2 separate regions of the Mus musculus genome follow, and region 1 is linked to region 2. A link is a contact called in public promoter capture Hi-C data. All regions are on one chromosome and are shown on one strand. Each heading gives the region's core, a stretch centred on a gene start, on an enhancer-like site or on the middle of the called end of the contact. The rest is flanking DNA. Distances are from core to core; before and after follow the strand shown.

The links. Capture Hi-C pulls out chosen DNA fragments and counts their contacts.
Region 1: a contact with region 2 is called in a promoter capture Hi-C map of adipose tissue. The contact joins two enhancer-like sites. A contact is called at or near these places in 8 of 39 promoter capture datasets (the C10 cell line, cranial neural crest, frontonasal cranial neural crest and 5 more), 2 of 15 datasets of contacts at CTCF or cohesin (the NIH/3T3 cell line and large pre-B cells), 3 of 484 Hi-C or Micro-C datasets (bone marrow-derived macrophages, conventional dendritic cells and nephron progenitors), 7 of 115 datasets of contacts at active chromatin or transcription factors (embryonic basal ganglia, embryonic fibroblasts, embryonic stem cells and 3 more) and 3 of 9 other capture datasets (adipose tissue, bone marrow-derived macrophages and liver).

Annotation. Positions count from the first base shown.
Region 1 is chr12:40,787,189-40,790,023 of GRCm38.p6, forward strand. Dock4 (dedicator of cytokinesis 4) reads left to right here. Exons shown (of 53, transcript NM_172803.2): 31 at 1,040-1,188. Among named protein-coding and RNA genes, the nearest start is that of Immp2l, 240 kb to the right of the region's middle. Within about 2 kb of position 1,528, at least 66 of the 459 cell types and tissues checked have an H3K27ac peak or open chromatin away from gene starts, as enhancers often do. A contact at or near this core is called in adipose tissue and neural stem cells, where this site is marked.
Region 2 is chr12:40,242,503-40,245,419 of GRCm38.p6, forward strand. All of the region lies in intron 2 of Gm40403 (a long non-coding RNA gene), which reads right to left. Among named protein-coding and RNA genes, the nearest start is that of Gm40403, 4.2 kb to the right of the region's middle. Within about 2 kb of position 1,664, at least 55 of the 459 cell types and tissues checked have an H3K27ac peak or open chromatin away from gene starts, as enhancers often do. A contact at or near this core is called in adipose tissue and neural stem cells, where this site is marked.

The DNA.
Region 1 (2,835 bases), core at 278-2,777, 540 kb after region 2:
ATCATGGGAAACAGTAAAGCTTGTATTAACTAAAATTAGATTAGACTAAAATGTTCAGCTATAAGAAGTAGTATTCCTTCCATGCTACTGGGACAGGGAGAGTTTCATCATGATGGAAGTGCTCATGGTCTGAGCATAGGAAATAATAAGAATCTTGCAATAGAATAAATCAGAAAATGTTTGCATGATTGTATCTAAAGAGGAAATGCTGTCTTCCATGAAGCCAGCTACCCTCAGCTCAACCCCCGAGCTTGTCCTAGGGTTCCTAGATTGGAACTTTGGCATCATAGGCTTTTAGCCCTGATATTGAGAAAGAATGTATCCTTCAGGGCATGTAGTTTTCTTACTGTCACCTGTGTCCCTGCTGCTGCCTGCCCTCCTTTGTCCTGAATCCTGGCTATCATACCTCTTAGCATTTGCTTATACACCAGTTGGGTTCAATACTGTTATGTTTTAATCCTTTCAGAAATAAGTTTGAGGGGGTTGCATTTAGACTTTTGTTTAGGCTGTGTGTTATGTATTTATTTTTCTTTAAAATACAAACAGAAGCCAGTTTTTCTTACATAAAAGAATTTGCAGTTTTACCACCCAGAGATAACAGCTGTGGTTTCCTTAGGGATATCCTCTAGCTTAGTATTTTTTTCCATATATTCTGTGAGTAGGAGTATTGTGTACTTGTATTTCTATGTACCTAGTGTACACCTGATGCCACAAAGGCCAGAAGACATCAGATATTTGGGGACTGCTGATGCAGGAGCTTATGAGCCACCATGTGGCTTCTGGGTGATGTGAACTACAGAACCATCTCTCCAGTTTCTTTTATATTAACTGCATCCATTTTTTTACAAGCATGTACACTACTAAAATATTTCTATTTCTGCCATTTTAATTGTATGCTATGGGTTCTTTTCTTATCTGGGGCGATAACTGTAGTTCAGTATTTTATGATACTAGTTTTAACTAAATTTTTTAATAGTAATCTTTTTGAAGTCTTATTAAAACCTAATATACTGAAACGCGAACATTTTGCTTAATTTAGGAGAACACAAACTTCATTTCATCCCTGCCCTGATTGGGCCCTTTCTGGAAGTAACCTTGATACCCCAGCCAGATCTCCGGAATGTCATGATTCCTATTTTTCACGATATGATGGACTGGGAGCAAAGAAGGAGTGGCAACTTTAAACAGGTAGGCAGTATTGCTCATCAGGACTGACAGGGGGTGTCACTTCCCTGTCTGGCGTCTTCACAATTTCTCCATTCATCTCTCTGTGGAGAAATGAACACTGGTTCAATGGCCCCAGAACCAGGTGAACCCGTTCTCCCTGTACCACATAGCCTTGGATACATGCCTCTGGCTTTTTGTTGCCCTGAGCCTCCAGGGAAACCCTGGAATCCCATCTTATTCCTTTCACCAAAAACAAAATTCTTTGACATTCCAGATCTGTATTTAAGAATGTACAGAGAGGGTTGTTTGCTCCCAGCTGGCCGGGACTCAGAGGAACTGGAAGGTTAATGACTCTTTCAGCCATTGAGTTCTCAGTGGTCTGCACATTGTGTTTGCTGAATGGCTTAGCTCTGAGCATTTGATTCACAGTGTGTTTTATTGCTCTTAGCTTGGAGCAATGAAAATTAATTTGAAGGAGAAAGCAGTGGAAAATCTCACAAAGGAAATTCCAAGGGGATGAATCTATCGTTTCTTGCTGACTTCGGTTCTAATAGTGGTGCTCCAGTTTGAGGAAGACAGACATCCTGATTGCAAAATCAGATCTGTAAAGAATCAGCCACTTTTGCTGGTCCAAGTCTGTTGGGGGAAGTAGGAAAAACATGCTCTCACATATTGACTTCTCAAACTTGCTTACCCACAGGATGTGGCCCACCTCCATACTTCTCCACATGAGGCCTTCTTCAAACCTCAGAAAAGTGCTTGTCATCTGTATAAGCAATTTGATTGCATGCATAGACCTTTCCTATTGCCAAGAGTGTGGGCATTTCTCTTGTTATTCGTATATACATTTATTTTTAAGAAAGCTAATGGCTGAGTGAAAAGCTATGAACACACTGTGCTTGGTAGGGGGTCCCACTTTCCTTCCCTCTTATCTTTATCTCCTGATTGACATTTGCTTTAAAGAAATAACTGGGCTCAGTCCTTTGACAAAGTTGAATATTCGTCTCAAGCCCAAATTGCTTTAACACTGGCTAAAGGTTGTCATTTTCTCTTGCCTCGTTTAGATAAAGGGAAATTTTTCCCTTTCTGATATTCAAGTTATAAAGAATTTATGTCCTTGAAAATATAAATGTTTTGACTACAGTTTTCAGGAAATATGTCCTTTCACTCTCCTGCCGCTTACTGCTGACTTAGACTATTTCTGTGGCTCTACCATCTGTACATGGCTAGGATGGATTCTCAACTTCAGCAAAGATTTAGTGCAACCTCAAACTGTTTTAGGAAAGAAAACAGATAAAAAGCACATTTAAGATTTAAATTAATGTATTTGGGCATGCTAGTTTGCTGATGTTCTCAGATATAGTGATGTAAAAAAAAAAAAAGAAAAAGAAATGGGACTTGCCAGTTTTTATAGTCCCTAAAAGAAGAACCGAAACATTTAAATTGGGCTGCTAGCATTTATGTTGGGATCCCAGATAGATAGATGCTGTCCTTGGCAGCAGAAGAAGCTAGCTAGCCAGGAGTATGAAGTCATGTTGACTGCATCTAAATTAGTCCCCTAGAATTCCAAAGGGAGGCTTGCTATTAACCATGGCTGACAATGTCACTTTGACAAAGTGTATCACGGCTTTCCCCTGGCATAAAGAAATACATACCAATTTGCCTAAA
Region 2 (2,917 bases), core at 414-2,913:
AGCCTAAGCTGGCCTTGAACCGTCTACATAGTTGAGGATGTTGCTGAACACTTGATCCTCCTGCCTCCAATTCCCAGTTGCTTGTGTCATATGGGTGACATGCGATAGCACATCTGGTTGGAAATGACTTTTTCTTTCTTGAGGGATGATGATGGTTATCCCCCTGTGGGTTGGCTGGTGTCACAAGCCTCACTTTGCCTCTGATCTCTACCAGCAACATGTTACAGGCCTGGAAGTGTGAAGAAGAGCCCCAGGAAAAATCTGGTAGGGGCCTTCACCACAGCACTCACAAGTGTCCTCTGAGGGAAACACGTCCTAACTTTATTTTACTTCTCTAGAACTTTCCCCGTGATAGTACCCGCTCGATATAAAACTGAAGGACTATCAACACACAGCGGAAGAGGCCTCCAGCTTTTGTAACACAAGGCTGAACAGAGCGATGCCTCAGCCCTAAATAAGAGCACTGTGAGAGTGAGACGTTTATTGAGATTACCGAGATAATAAATTGATACGACGAGAACCGTCTTAGTGTGTCTGAATGAGAATCTATCGAAGCAGATGGGGTCTTATGAGGAGAAAAAGCTTAGAAAGTGAAATTAGATTTCTCGTACATGACGGAGCAGCTGCTCAGATAAGAGAAGAACCCTCAGAAGTAATTTATCAGGTAACGATGTCGCTAACAACAATGATGAGGGAATGGGTCAGACCAGCCCTATGACTGCAGATGACAACAGGCTCTATTCCAGATATTGGGACTCCTGAATAATGAATATCCAAAGGCTTATATTCTAAAATGTAAGATGCCTTTGATTCAGCATCAATAAACAGAATTCTGAAGTGTGGTCACATGCCACGGTTAAGGGTGATGTTTGCCCAGTGTCAGATGGATTCTGTGGGAAGGAGACTAGCGAGAGCAGTCACTGCTGATCGATGGCTGGAGGGTCCAGAGAAAATGACCAGCAATCAAGAGAGCTGACGGAACTGCAGCTGTCTGGGGGTCAGGTGCTGATAGTGGAAGAGCTGGGAGTGGGTTTGGCAGGAGTGGATTCAGGTTTTGTGTCTGCAGTTAAGACCAACTGAAACAGGGTTGGGACCACTTTCAGAGAGAAAAAAAATATAGATTTTTAGAAGACAAAAATTTCAGGGCCACTTCTCCAGAGCCTTTGAAAAGGATCATGCAGGAGGCTCAGCTAAGTCTCAACGGTCTCAGAGAACCACCTCATGGGTCAGTCACTGTGACTTTTCTCATTACTGTTGACAACACGCTGGACAAAAGCAACCAAAGGAAGGAGGAGTTTTCTCCTGAGTTAAGAAGGAAGCCAGATCGGGGTGGGGGTGGGGAGTGAGGGGTGAGAAAACGACACATTATGTTAGTAGTCAAGACTCACAGAGTAGGCTGGGCGCTGAGGTCACTTGGTACATGGTTCTTGTTTAGTAACTGTCAGGCGCCCACTCAGCTTACAGGCGGTGCTGCCTGCTTTCAGGATGAGACTTCCCTCCCTCATCAGGTAAATCAGTTGATCTTGGCGAGATCTGACTCACCTAGAGGTGTGTCTCCTTGATGTCAAAGCCAGTTGATTAGACAGCAGAGATTAGACACACCGCAGTAAGAACAAAACCTCCAAGGCTGTTGCGCTCACAGGCTGGCCCTGGGCCAGAGCCCGGGAATGCTCCAGCTTTTGTAACACAAGGCTGAACGGCTTGTTCTTCCGCAGAATGGTGGTAGGCCTTGATTGATCTCCATTTTTTCTCTTTAGCCATTAGGTCTTTTTATTTCCTAAGCATCTCTCAAACTCATTTCCTTTCTTCATCCTTACCGTTAGGACCTGAGACCTGGTGATCACTCCACTTCTAAAACCCTCCAAATTGGTGCCTTTTCCACTCTCCCAGACTTTTTAGAATTATATTCTTCATCCCATGGCTCAGAATACTCCCTCTGCGGGTCTGACTCTATGACAGACACTTCCTAGGGCCTTCTGTGATCTTGCCTTAAACCTGTAGTTTTCAGGATCTGGCTTTAGCCTTTGCAAAGTGCCCAGAAACCTTTGTTAATTCTTTGAAAGTTCTCACATCTAAGTTTCTGCTTTCTGACTTAGACCACTAAAATCCTCCTTTTCCACAGCCCTCTTTATAATACTGCCTTTTCGGGTATGCTGATGGGTAACTTTATGTTTAAAATTTTAAAATCTCTATGCTTAAGGAAGCTATGAAGCAAAATTAGACCTCTAAATGTTAAGTTTTAATGAGGTTTAGTTTTGTTTGTTTGTTTGTTTATTGCTGTTTCTGTTTTCTAAACAAAAGCTTGTAACTTTGTATTCTCTGCCTTTATAAACCCCTGATGGAGGTGGATGGGCCCAGCATTGGCGAATCCCAAGTCCAGGTATAGACCTGGCACCAATATCTGAATAAAAGGCTCTTCTTTGTCGATATTTATTAATGCTCACTCAGACTGGGGAATCTCTGAATGACCCCAGACCCACACATACTGTAGAGGCCTTCTCTAACACCCACCTCTCTACGCTCAAGCCAGGACTTCCTCTGTAACCACACACACAGTACTCCATTGGGGCACTCAATATACCACGTTAAAAGCCCTTGCCTATGGCCGCTTTCCCCTCTCCTATTTCACCCATGCACCTGCAAGCCACATCTCGTTCATTTTTGTATCCCCAGAACTTAGCAGAATATAGGTCCTCACCACATCATTTTGAATGAATAAACAAACAAATGAATGACTGAGCCAGTCACACATAAGCCATCCTCTGTGACCAAACACAGAGGGACAAAAAGCAGAGAACTTAGACCTGGGGTGTACCCAAGTATATAGGTAGATGGAAGAAAGGAAGGCAAATAAATAAATAAATAAATAAATAAATAAATAAATGCAGGCTGCTGAGAATGTTTGCCAGAAAAGTAA